Regions from separate parts of the Gossypium arboreum genome. Here region 2 is linked to region 1. Evidence: chromatin contacts called from public Hi-C data. All regions are on one chromosome and are shown on one strand. Each heading gives the region's core, a stretch centred on a gene start, on an enhancer-like site or on the middle of the called end of the contact. The rest is flanking DNA. Distances are from core to core; before and after follow the strand shown. Region 1 holds the start of LOC108455349 (indole-3-pyruvate monooxygenase YUCCA6-like). Region 2 holds the start of LOC108473836 (protein ROLLING AND ERECT LEAF 2-like).

Evidence for each region. Hi-C and Micro-C count contacts between places; a contact is called where the count stands out from the background.
Region 2: a contact with region 1 is called in a Hi-C map of leaf, with 4 times the contacts expected there. The contact joins the promoter of LOC108473836 here to the promoter of LOC108455349 in region 1. A contact is called at or near these places in 2 of 5 Hi-C or Micro-C datasets (both in leaf).

What each region holds. Positions count from the first base shown.
Region 1 is chr6:105,188,085-105,195,332 of ASM2569848v2, forward strand. It overlaps LOC108455349 (indole-3-pyruvate monooxygenase YUCCA6-like), which reads right to left and starts at 2,892. Exons shown (of 4, transcript XM_017753923.2): 1 at 1,726-2,892; 2 at 691-939; 3 at 6-128. The coding sequence starts at 2,427.
Region 2 is chr6:105,844,857-105,852,104 of ASM2569848v2, forward strand. It overlaps LOC108473836 (protein ROLLING AND ERECT LEAF 2-like), which reads left to right and starts at 3,355. Exons shown (of 4, transcript XM_017775619.2): 1 at 3,355-4,627; 2 at 5,068-5,243; 3 at 5,404-5,627; 4 at 5,815-6,843. The coding sequence starts at 3,628. The coding sequence ends at 6,613.

The DNA of each region.
Region 1 (7,248 bases), core at 1,642-4,141:
TATACCTTTAGCCAATAGGGTACATTGCTTTTATAACCAGTTGCAAAGATGATTGCATCAAAGTTTTCAGTTTTGCCATTGACAAACTCCACCGCATGTCCTTTTAGGCACTTGATGCTTGGACATACCTACAATGCCAACACACTTAAGAATTTCAACGTTTTATACAAAATGTAATATATAAAAAGTCCCTGTATTTTGTGTTTTTGACGAATTCAGTCTCTATATTATAATTTTGATACTTTCTAATCTTTTTAGTTTCACTAATTCCATCAAATATTTTCACAGTGGCTTATTTAAATACATGATGACGTAATATATATATATATATATATATATATACTTGGCATTCTAAACATATTTGTGCAATTATAATAAAGAAAAAGCCAAAAAGTATATAACATATATTTTTTTAAAAATGAACCCCAAAGTTTAATATGTCTTTAGTCAAATTATAGGGAATGGATTAAATCCACCAAAAATGCAAATGCGAAGGGGAAAATTCTTTGATTGAAAGTTTGGGAATTTTGGAATGTAATACAAGGTAAAAAAGAAAAAAAAAATGTTGAAGCAAAAACGAAAAAGCAACAGTATATAAAATATAGGATCAATAAAAAGCAGTATAACTAGTTCGTTAGTAGGGCAAATGGAAAAGTGATTGAGATATGAATGACACAAAAGGCAAAGTACCTTAATGTCTCCACTTTTGATTTTGGCAAGCGTGCCAACATCTAAGACGGGTGTCTTTCCAGACAGATTCTTGAGTTGGAGGGGACCCAACCGAGGCCGGTCCAACCCGAAACGAGCCGTGTCACCGAGCATCAACCACGATACGATCAGCAAGAACCAGTCGACAAGCCGCATGGGCAACCACTTGAGCAGCCACATGGACAACCCGAAAGTCGATCTCCCCAGCATCTCTCGAGGGAGGATGTGTACCTTGGATTTTCATTAAAAAAAAAAGAATTATATAGAGTTAGCGGAGGAAATTAGCTCTATCTTTTGCTGTTAAGTTGATTGAGGAAACTTTGTTCATAGTGGTGTCGAGATCTTCATCATTACGACAACATATATAATAAGATCATAAGTTTTGTCTTGTGTTGCGCATGCTTGGTTAATCCCAAGAAAGTGAAAGACGAAAGATGTTCTTTTTTTTGTAAGCTTGATAAATCTTTGGAACTTGAAGCTGCCAACCATGGCAATTCCATGAAATGAAACCAGTATGAATGCCTTGCACAAAACTTGTTCAAGTTTGTTTTTAGGCAGAGTCAAAACATATATTTTCAATCGAAAACAATATCAAATTTATTCAGGGTTTGTAATTCTCAACAAAACCATGCTTTTTTTAGACAATGAAACCTGTTGGTACGAAGTTTATTAAACAACAAAACATTACCAAACTTATTCACGGTTAGTAACATTAAGTAAAACCATGTGTTTTCAATTTCCTTTGACTATGTTTTAGTTGGCATATAAAAATGAAAATTGAGAAATTCTTTTGTTTTTTTGCAATTCTAAAACATGAGGGGACAGCATGAGATTTTTTTTTTGTTTACTGTAATTAACTTTATTATAAAACAACTCAGAATTTTAAAAATTATCAAAATCCTTTAGTGGGTTGATTTTTAGCTTTAACTGTTTATAGAGGAAAAAGAAAAGAAAGGGGAAGAAAGAGAGACGCCATAGCCGTTGTTAAAAAGAGGGTTTTTTTTTTTTTTTTCTTACTGTATCTCTGACCACAACTGAAGGCTTAGCATTGTGATTGTAGAGATCCAAACAGACCTCCATGCCTGAATTCCCACACCCCACCACCAAAACCCTTTTCCCTCTAAACTCTTCTCCACTTTTATATGAACTCGTATGCCTTATATCCCCACCGAACTCACCCATTCCTTCTATCTCCGGCACCACCTCCTCCGCATTCTCCCCCGTCGCAACCACCAGCCACCGGCAAACGTATTCCGTCTCTTTTCCCTTCGACCTCACGCTTCTTACGCGCCAAAAACCGACCGTCGGGTCGTACTCGGCTCGCGAAACCGTCTCGTTGAACCGTGGCCTGATATCGAACTTCTTGGCATAGGATTCGAGGTAGTCGACGAATTGTTGTTTGGTTGGGTACGTAAGGAAGTCGGTAGGGAACCCCATGAGTGGAAGCTCACAAAACTGCTTCGGCAAGTGAAGGTGTAGGCGATCGTAGGTCTTGAATTGCCACAACGATGCTATGCAATTGGATCTCTCTAGGATTACACTGGGTACACCTTTGGCTTTCAAACAAGCCGCCGCCGCCAGACCCGACGGCCCTGCTCCGACGATGAGTGGCCCCGGAACGTATACGCAACGCGACGACCGAGAACACGATTTATTCATCTTCTCAATGAATATAGGATCATGAGCTTGTTTTCCTTCTATTTCTCTCAAGCTGTCCATGGAATACAAAAGAAGTGGTGACGCTACCTTAATTTTGGGGTTTGCTAAGACTAAGAGCAAAGAAAAGGGGGTGGTGGAGCTTAAGAGAAAAAGCAAAACTGAAGAGAAACCATGTTATTTTGACAAGAAAAAACGTGGTGTATGTTGTTGTAGGAGAAGATTAGGCGGAGATTTAGTGATAAATTTACTTTCTTTAAAGGGAGATTAGGTTTTTGTGTGTGGCCTTTATATATTGGAGAGTTGTGATCCACTTAGAGTTGAAAAATTCAGTTGTTGTTTGATCTATGATTTGGGGCTAAGCAGGTAATGGCTTAAACAGCATTTGAAGACTGAGAAAGAGAGAGAAAGAGAGTGAAACAGAGACCGAAGGAATGAAACAAAGAGACGGTGATATGTGTATAACTCTCTCTCTATATATATTCCTTTTGTTCACTCAGAAATTCATTTCATACACATAAACATATGAGGGGGAATTAAAATTTAAGTGGTAAAGGAGGCTAAAAAAGAATTCAAGTGGGGACATCACATTACATTTATTCTTTTTATTAACCCCCCGAAATTGTGAACTAAACCTCGCTTTGGTTTATTAATTTCTTTTTATTTGTATTATCAATTTAGTATCAGAATTTGTTATTTAATCGTGACTCAGGTGTGCTAGAAGACTAGTTTTGATATGATATATGGAAAACATTTATAATATGTGCATGTATATATCTATCATAGATTTTAATGATAGTTTAAAATTTTGTCAATTTGTATTAAATATACTTTAGGGTTACCATTTAACATTGAAATTGTCGATTAGGTTGATGGAAGGACTTGATTGATATAATATTAAAATTTTGAAAATTTAATTAGAATGTTTTAAAATTTAAAGACTAATTTAAAATTCAAACTATAGTTTGGGGATGTATGGTAAAATAAATCCATTCTTAACAAATAATCCCTAAATTAATCCTGATTAAGATAAGTTAAAACAGATATTAATCTAGAAGATTGTTGGTAGGATTCTCACTGGATTTGGAGTTTTTATTTTTATTTTTAGGGTAATCTATAAAAATAGTCACTTTTGTTTGCCTCAAGTTATATTTTAGTCATTTATGTTTGAAATGTTTCTTTTTAGTCACTTATGTTATTATTTTGTTACGAAGTGATCACTCTACCGTTAAGTTCCGTTATCTCTCTAACGGTAATCCTACGTCCCAATCCAACTAGATTTTAAGTGCCAACTTGGATTTCTAAATGGGATAAAAATAGATTTTTAATTAAAAATTTAATTAATTAAAATTTTTAAACTTAAACCTTAACTAAAAAAACTGTTCATATCATCTTTTTAATTTTTCTTCCATATCTTCTTTTTTCAATGGGTTTTTTTTTCTTTCTCATTTGATTGGAAAAACTATTATTAAGATCAAAATAGTTGAAATCAAATTGATTCCTTCATAAAGATAGATTCAATGGAAAGTTCAGGTATGTCTTATTTGTATTCCTCTATCTCTTTTATTCAGTATTGAAAAACAAAAGATTAGATTTTTTATTTGTTGTAGGCCAATTTTAACCCATTTACGTCAAAACCCAATTTAGCCTTACCTAACCCACCAAAATTAAACCCAAAACTCAAAATCTTAACTACCCAAAGCCCAATTTACATCAAAACCCCAATGGCCCAAACCCTAAGCCCAAATTAAAATAAAAAAACCTAGCCCACAACCTAAACTTTTCTCAACTAAATCCTAGCCTTTGCCACCACCAACTCCACTAGCCACACTTGCTCTACCACCAACTCCACTAGCTACACTTGCTCCACTACCTATTCCACTAGCCACACTCCACCACCCATTGTACCTACAAATGAAGACATAAACAATAAAAAATATTTTGTAAATGGCTATACAAGCCTTCTCATATTTTGTATTAAGGGAGAGGAAGAAGTTTTAGGGGAGAAAGTTATTGTAAAGGATTTTTGAGAGGTTTTTTTAGAGTAATCAAGGAGAAGAGTTATTGTAAAGGCTAGTTTTTGGAGAGAGTAGTTTTTTGGAGATTAATCAAAGATCAAAACAAAAAAGGTTTCTTCGTCTATTCTCGTTTTAAGTTCTTTGTTTGCTTATCATTTTTTCTTTCAATCTTATTTTGTTTCTTTTATCCGAAAGTAAAAATAAAAGGAGGAAGCTTATCCATTTTTACCGAAAAAGTTTTTTTTGAGGTCCGGCTACCGTGTACGGTGGCGCCGATGGTGGCCGGCGGCGGTCCGGTGACCGGACGGTGGCCGGCTTTGTGGCCGAAAATCACCCACTCTCTCCCTCTCTCTTTTTTTGTTATTATTATATTTCTTAATATTATATTATATATATATTCTTTTAATATATTAGGTATATTCTAAATTCTATATTACGTATATATATTATACTATTTTATGTATATATCTTTAATACTATATTATTTATATATATATATATATATATATATTACATGTTATCTTATGTGTATATTTTAATTATATTATCACGTATTTATTTTTTATATATGTACATATTTATGTAGTATTATTAATAGTATTATTTTTAAACATCATTTTTATTTTTAATATATATATATATTATGTACACCTTTTATTTCTATTTTATTTTTTATTTGTCAATATTAATTATTATTATTCTAATATTTTGATATTTTAATATTTTATATTATTCACATCACTATTCGCATTTTTTACAATAATATTCTTAGATTTTTTTACTATCATTTTAGAAATTTTTACATTTTAATTTTAAGAATAAGGCAATGTATCGATTTTAACATTAAGTCATTGATTTCATCGCTATGTTGGGTGAAGTTAGTCGGCTCGTGTTAAAAACGGAATATTCTTCTAAAAAACCAAAAACTTACAACTTCTCATTTCCTTCAATCGGATCACACTTAAATGTCAAATTGAATTCGTATTTTTGAAAATCAAGACAACACGTGTTTAATAAGATACCAATTTTGGGCGTCGCGAGGGTGTTAATACCTTCCTCGCGCGTAACTGACTCCCGAACCCAACGTTACTCTGGCTTTTGACGTAGACCTAAATTTGGCCTTCATTTTTGTGGAAGAATAAGTTTTCTTTTCTAAAAAAGGATGATTTATTAGGTGTTCGGTCACACCTAGAAAAAAGATCGGTGGTGACTCCCTTTTTTAATAAAATCGAAAGTCGATTTTTAAATTTTCAAATAATCGCCTTAATTAGCGACCGAAAGAGAAATTTTTACGTCGCTACATTATTGTTTAATGAAAACCCTAAATTAAAATTCTTGATATTTTGTTCTATTTTTTGAAATTTTTTGTAAACATGTATTTTATTTTGCGTCAATAGACATCCTATAAAATGCAACCAGAAACATGTTTCATTCAAGCTAATTTTAAAATTTTCATAAAAGGGCTGTTACTTTCACTGTTCTTGTTCCTAATTATTATATTTTCTAGTTCTTTCACAGTTCTTGAATAATTGGTTTCTCAATCAAATTTTTTCTGATCTAAATCAATTTGCATGTTCACAATCTCTTTGTGAGTATTCAAGATTATTCTTTGTTATTACTGATTTCGACTATGTTGATCTTAATAATAGTTTTTCTAGTCAAATGAAAAAAAAAACCATTGAAAAAAATAAGAGATAGAAGAAAAATTAAAAAGAGGAGATGAACAATTTTTTTAGTTAAGGTTTAGGTTTGAAAATTTTAATTAATTAAATTTTTTTAATTAAAAATTTATTTTCATCCCATTTAGAAATCTAAGTTGGCACTTAAAATTTAGTTGGACTGCCACCTACGATTACCATTAGAGAGATAAGGGAACTTAACAGCAGAGTGATCATTTTGTGACAAAATAATAACATAAGTAACTAAAACGTAACATTTTAAACATAAGTGACTAAAATGTAACCTGAGACAAACAAAAGTAACTGTAGATTACCCTTATTTTTATTATGCTTGGCAATCATAGGTTGGACTTGACCAAGGGGTAGGGATAGCAATACAATAGTGCGAGTATTGTTAAATTTATTACTGTTTCATAGTTGGCAAGTTTTGTTCTATCATCAATCCCACTCAATTATGAATGCATAATTTTAAAAATTATTATCATCTCTATAGATGTTCGATTCATTTATTCCAGTTTCAATTTAATTTAAATTTTGTTACTTATATTTAATATTTTTAATCTTTTTAAACTCAAGAAAATACTTAAACATAATTCTTCAAAAATATATAAATTTTTTCTATATTATGTTATTACCTTTTTACCTTCTAATAATCTATATATATAAAAGATAAAATGATAATTTTATATAATGAAGTAGATAGGATTAGAGTAAGCAATTATCATAACTATCCTATATCCACTATTTAAAAAAATATCCACCCTAAATTTACTTTTCAAAAAAAAAAAAATTCGTTCTATTTAAAATGAAACGATTCAAAATCTATGGAGGGATTTCAATTTTACCATCCGGGGAGTTTGAATTGTAGCGAAGATGTCAGCCACATCCAATGGTGTTGAATAAGTACATTAATTAATTATATTATGATATTTTCTTTGATTCTTGGGGCCAGTTCTGTAATCATGGGGCGATTAGATTTAGTGACATTATTATTTCAAGTGAAAGTAAAAAAAGGATAAAAAGGTGAGATTGCAATGCATGTGCATTTTGTTCAGTTCTATGTATTACTTGTCCCCAAGTCATCAACACATGTTTTAGCTTTGATTTTCTTCCTTTCTCCTTTTCAAGCTTGGAATTAATATACTCAAATTGACTATATGTATATAAATGTGATCTTTCTTGTCATA
Region 2 (7,248 bases), core at 2,105-4,604, 660 kb after region 1:
CGTGCAGGAGTCAGGTTTAGAGACTCACCAGAGACCTACTTATACCTCATCCTGGAGCTTCTATTTCCATTACCCTTCCCAATCCGGCAACAACAACTGCTTAAAAGATCATGGAATTTTCATTAGAATCCTCATTACAGATTAGTTTACTAACATTTTAATTACATACAACCCTCATGCAGGGCCTCCACTCACACCTTATTGTTCTTACCTCTTTTAACATTCTTACTCTTCATCAATCGTAACATACAGAACTATAAGACTTACTAGAAAGTTGAATAATCCACTGATTAAACGAAATCTTAGTTTTAGCTTAACGAAGAAGAGTAAATGGACACTGTTAAAGAAGATGCTTAAGAATCGTGAAAAAAAATTCATGAAAATAATTAGTAAATAATTAGTATAACGAAGAAGCTTGAGAGTCGTCATTATATGACAATTTGTTTGTAGTCACTAGAAACTAGTATTATAAAAGTCAGATCTTGGATTTTTCATTTTTATTTTTGGATGGTTTAATCATTTTAAAATTAAAAGAATAAATTAATAATAGTTTTAAAAATTTATGAATATTTTTAAATATTAAAATAAAAATAAGAAAAATATATATATTCATAAAAATCGAAGATAAAATGAACAAAAACATAATAAAAAATCCAATTTTTTTAAAATAAAATATAATAAAATCTGATTTTATTTATTTTCCAATTTTCATTTATTCGAAATGGTTCTAGCTATTTTCAATTAATGTGATCGTTTAAATCGATTAAAGTTTCAATTTTTATGTTTAATCCACTAATCCAATCCAATTATTTCAAGGCAATTAATAGCATTTGAAAGTAGATAAAAAATAGTAGAAGCTCTTGATCCCTCTGAAGCTGCCTACGATTAATTCTGGTCAAGCTTGTTATTATGATTACGTACTTACTCTTGCCAAGGAGATGGATGTTCATACACCCACCGTATTAATCTAGCTTATAAGGTAGCCATAGGTTTATTTTTATATGATTTGAATGGTTTTTAATGCGATTCTCTTAACTTTTAAAATATATTTATTAAGTTAATTAAATTTTAACTCGATTGATATTGGTATTATTATTATTAGTATAAAAAATATGAGTTTGATTGATATTGGTATTATTATTATTAATACAAAAAATATGAGTTCGAATATACTTGAAACGTATTAATATGATTAATTCTAAACATTGTATTAATGAGAAAAATCTATAATAAAATTAATGTTTAAAAAATATACGTATAGCATGCATAACAAAAAAGCTGTTATTTCGAGCTTTTAAGATTTTAGATCTTGATGTATCTATTGGACATACAAAATATCAAAATATATAGTCATCTATTAAGCTTCTCTCCTCTCTCTAATTTCTGCTCACCTAATACCTAATCCATGGAGATTTTTCGTTGCTACCTTTTTAACTGTGTTTGTTTTCATTTTAACTTTTTATCAACTACAGTAATCTTTTATATAGTAATGTTATCTAATAATAAAGCTAAAAAAACAAAACTGGGGTTGGCCAATGGCAAGCTGGTAGAAGTTGATTACTTGAAATTTTTATATTGGGTAAACTATATTTATGGTCACTTTTATTTATCTCAGGTTACATTTTTGTTACTTATGTTTGAAATATTACGTTTTAATCACTTACATTATCGTGTTGTAACATTTTAATCACTGAGTCGTTAATTGTCGTTAACGTATAACGGTAAGCTAACGTGACACGTTAAATCATCATTTCAAACAAAAAATTTAGGTTAAATTATACAATTAGTCTCTATTTTTTTATTTTGAGCAATTTAATTTTTTTATTTATGTTCTTTTAACTTTCCTCTCTTTTTTTCATTCTCTTCTATTGATCCCTCTGTTTTCCTACCTTATTCATTTCTTTTAACATATCAGTAAATCAAATTGACAGCGAAGAAAGAAGCATGCTATGATGGCTTTCAACTTCCTACTTCTTTCTTCGCTATCAATTCGATTTCCTGATATGTTAAAAGAAATGGAAAGATAGGAAAATGAGGGAGAAACAGAAGAAAATGGAAAAAAAAAGTTTAAAGAACATAAAAGAAAAAAATTAAACTACTCAAAATGAAAAAAAAATATAGAGATCGATTATATAATTTTACCTAAAATTTTCGTTTGAAATGATAATTTAACGTGCCACATCAACTTACCGTTACATCGTTAATGACGATTAACAGCTCAGTGACTAATGTTACAACACAATAATGTAAATGACTAAAACATAACATTTTAAATATAAGTGACTAAAATATAACCTAAGATAAATAAAAGTGACCATGGTTATAGTTTACTCTTTTATGTTTTAGTTGGATTTTCATATTATGGAAATTATGTATGAATTATTTTTTGAGTAAGACTTAAATTATGAAATTGTATTTAAATTATACACATTTTTAGTAAGTTGATCCTTAAATTTTGTTTTTAGTCATAAGTGGTGTTTAAATTATGTTCTATTACTCAAATTACTCTAAAAATTGACACTGTTAAAAAATGCTTTACTAATTATATATTGACACGTGACACTTTTTAACTAATAAAATCCAAAAAAATTAAATATTATTTATTTAAGTTTTTCTTAAATGAAAAACTTAAAATCTGTGTTTATTTTATTTTTACACAAAAACTTCAATAAAAAATTTGAAGAACTCGTAAGAAAACTACTCCAAACCTAATAACCGACAAAAAACCTTAGATTTCGACGTTTTTTTTATTGTTAAACTCGATTCAAAATTCATGTATTATTTATGTTAAAAATAGTTATCTTCATTCTTTTAGATAACTATTCTTTTAGATATTACAAATCAAAGTTATCTTAAAGAAGTATAATAAAATTAGTTTAAAATGTGCCACAAGTATATGTAATTCTTAAAAATTGAGAATTTAATCTTTATATTTTTATTTTATGAAATTTAATTTTTCTATTTTTTAAATTTTAAAATTCAGGTTTAACTATTAAATATTATTAAATTTTTTATTAAATTCAAGTTAACTACAAAGTATTTTTTTAGTTACATGACTATCAAGTGAGTTTTTATTTTAAAATATCATAACAATAAATTTAACAAAATTTTAACATTATTAATAATTAGACCTAAATTTTAAAATCTAAAAATAAAAAAACTAAATTCTATTAAATTTAAGCACATACACTAAATTCTTAATTTTCAAAAGTAGAATTACTTGTCGCATATCTTAACCATAAAAATAATATAGGGAGTAAAAGTAGAAGTAAACCATCTATATCAGCAATAAAACGCCGTCGTGAAACGTTATTGCATTTTTTTTTATAAAATAATGTGACCGTTAATTTAAAAATATAGAGAAAAGGACAGCGAGTACAAACGCATATACCCCACTCTCATCACTCTCTTTGCCTCAGCTCTGCGCTGCTCTGCTGCACTGTCTGCCTTTGTCTTCTCCTTTTCTCGTTGTCCTATCCTTGGCAGTATCCCACTCTCAATATTTCTAATCCCCAAACCAAATATCTAAAGATAATAGCCGAAAGAACCACCGCGAACGGCGCAGCATTGGATTTATTTGGCTGTCGGAACCGGTGGTTGCTAACTGGCCAATTGTTTCTGCTAAAAATGGGGTGTGCCCAGTCCAGAATAGAGAACGAAGAATCTGTGGTTCGATGCAAGGACCGGAAGAACTTGATGAAAGATGCGGTCTTAGCTCGAAACGCCTTCGCCGCCGGTCACTCTGGGTACGCCATTTCGTTGAAGAACACCGGCGCTGCCTTGAGTGACTACGGTCATGGGGAAGCTGAAGAGCCCCTCGAAGAACAACCACGTGGGATTCCTCCACTTGACTCCACTCCTCAGCCGCCTCCTCCGCCTCCTATGATGGACAACCTTCCTCCACCTCCTCCGCTTCCTAACTTCTCCCCTAGCCCCGTCGCTCCCATCAAACGCGCCCTCAGCATGCCAGAAATGCCCATCAAGAGTCGCAAGGAGTTCGATTCTTCACTCGCTATTGAAGAAGAAGAAGAAGAGGAAGAAGAAGAAGAAGAAGAAAATCATGTAGAAAACGAGGCGCTTGAAAAAAATCACAATGAAGGTCTCAGAAAAGACTCACGAGGGCCTAATAAGGAAGATATGACGGCGTCGACATCGAAGAACAACAATGTGACCCACCCGCCGCCGATGCCGGAAGCTAAACACATGGCTTGGGATTACTTCTTTATGGTCGACAATAACATGCCGGGTCCGAGCTTGGATTTGGACAACAATGACAACGAGACCGAGGTTAGAAATGCTGAACCTTTCGCTAACAATGTGAGTGGTGTGGGGTTTAATAGCCATGGCGGAGCCGATAGTGAGATTGAGCCCAAGACTCCGGAGAGGCCGGAGAAGATGGCGGTGGAGGATGATGTTAAGGGGAAACAACAGGTACAGATGGAGCATTCGAAAACGGCTCCGGCAGATTTCAGGAGAATGGTGAAGGCCGTTTCTAGTGTGAATTTGATGCTGGTTTTGAATGAGATTGATGACCATTTCTTGAAATGCTCAGAGAGTGCTCAAGAGGTTTCTAAGATGCTGGAGGCTACCAGGTTGCATTATCATTCCAATTTTGCTGATAATCGAGGTAATCTGCTTGCTTTTCTAAGTTGCCTAATATGTTTTGATTGTGACAGTTTAGGTTTTCCATGTTTCATGTTCTGCACCTAGTTGAATTTCATAAATTTAGGTTTTCACTGCAATTTTATGTGAAAGACTGTTTGGATCTGGGGGAAATTTTTCTTTTTTGTATTTTTAAATGATTTAATGGACTTTTTGTGTAAAGTGTGTCTTTGCATTTAGATCTTGTTGTGCTTTACCTTTATGTTTTAATCTGGCCTTGACCTTACATCTTTATACTTTATTCTTTACCACAAAACAAAGCTGCTATTTTTTATTGAGTAAAATGGCATAGTTGAAATGATCTAAAAGTTTTAAATTTTTTGTGCAGATCTTGTCCTGCAATTTGTAGTTGCAATTAGAAAGAGAATTGCTTTATCTTTAATGTAATGATCTCATTGATCGTAGGACATATTGATCATTCCGCGAGGGTAATGCGTGTCATTACATGGAATAGTTCTTTCAGAGGTATGACAAACGGTGAAAACAGGAAGGATGAGTTTGATTCTGAAGAGCACGAGTCTCACGCCACTGTCCTGGATAAGTTGCTAGCATGGGAAAAGAAACTTTATGATGAAGTAAAGGTACATTTTAAGACTCTGGTTTATCTGTTTCTCTCTTCACTTTTTCTTTTCTTTTTTTATGGCCAACTGCTTTTCATGGCGATCCATGTTGATAGGCATGTTGTTAAGCTTGTTTTTTAAACTTGTTCCGAATGTTATGAAAATTTGGTCCCGATTGTAGCAAGGAGAGCTGATGAAGCTCGAGTATAAAAGGAAGGTAGCTTGGTTAAACAAGCAGAAGAAACGTGGCGCTAGTGCTGAATCATTGGAGAAAACAAAGGCGGCTGTAAGTCATTTGCATACAAGGTACATAGTTGACATGCAGTCCATGGATTCAACAGTGTCAGAAGTTAATCGATTACGTGATGAGCAGTTATATCCGAAACTTGTTATGCTTGTTGATGGGTAAGTTTTCCTATGAAAATATCTAGAAATTTGTATATTGGTTCTAATATTGCTGTAATTGGCATCTTTACTTCATAAGTTTATCCAGGATTGTTTGTGTTGCCTGTTCAGATTAAGAGACCTACTTATTGCCAATGGCTTGAATTGAATTTAATCATGACCATAAATTTTGACATCTAATTTGCAGGATGGCTAACATGTGGGCAAGCATGTGCATACATCATGATAGGCAGCTCAAGGTTGTTGAAAAGCTTAAGTCTCTTGACGTTGCCCTCAGTTCCAAAGAAACAACAAAGCAACACCACGACTGGACCATCCAACTTCATAACGTTGTCCAAGAGTGGCATTCGCAATTTGATAAGCTCGTGACCAATCAAAAGCAATACATTCTATCTCTCAACAACTGGTTAAAGTTGAATCTCATCCCTATCGAAAGCAGCTTGAAAGAGAAAATCTCATCTCCTCCGCGAGCGCAGAATCCTCCCATCCAAGCACTCCTTCATGCATGGCACGATTGTCTTGAAAAGCTTCCTGACGAGGTTGCCAAATCCGCTATCTCTTCATTTGCTGCAGTGATAAAAACAATAATCATCCATCAAGACGAAGAGATGAAGCTAAAAGAAAAATGCGAGGAAACTAGGAAGGAATTCTTGCGCAAGAGCCAGGCATTCGAGGAATGGTATCACAAGTACAAGCAACGAAGATCTGCATTGGATGAAATAGATGCAGGTGAAGACATGAATGCAAAGGATCCTGTCTCCGAGAGGCAGCTTGTGGTCGAGAGCTTGAAAAAGAGGTTGGAAGAGGAAGCCGAAGCTCTCAAAAAGCACTGCATTCAAGTGCGAGAGAAATCTATTGGAAGTCTTAAAATCCGGTTGCCTGAGATATTCCGCGCATTGTCGGACTATTCTCACGCCTGCTCTGAAGCTTATGAAAAGTTAAGGAGCGTCACTCAGTCACAAAAAACAAATGGTGCCCCTTCATAACATACCTCACCACCACTTCTTGGTAATTTCCTATTAACTTATAGTATCTTTTAGTGAACTGCAGCTTTTAGGGTAAACAGTACTTCTTGGCAATGCAATATAGCTATCTATTATTTATGTCCTTATAATTTGGATTCAAAGTTGCATGAAATTTTGTCACTGGACAATCAGTAGCTTTGATATTCATTACTCATGAATGTTAGGTGAAGTGGTCTACTTGATTTTACTAATTTTGGGTCTGGCTTTAACATCCATTTAATGATTTTTTTTTTTTTTTGGGGGGGCGGGCATAATTTGGTAAATAGTAGGATTGCTTTTTGCAGTCCAATATATCAAGTTGCAAGGACCGCATTAACTACGATGGCGACTTTATAGTTGATCATCAAACTTCTAATCCAATTACTAGGAAACTAGATTTACCCTAGTGTTTTTGCCATTCCTTGCTTGTCAAAGGAAACATTCTTTCGGCTGCTGAACTTTTTGACTCTTAAAAGCAGCTAAACAACCTTAATTTTTTTAATATTTTCTATTCACCGTCTTTAAAATCACAGTTATTTCATTTATAGATTAACCCATAGTTTGCTTCTTAAATTTGTCTAAAAGTATTTAATTAGTACTTGAATTTTTTATATTTA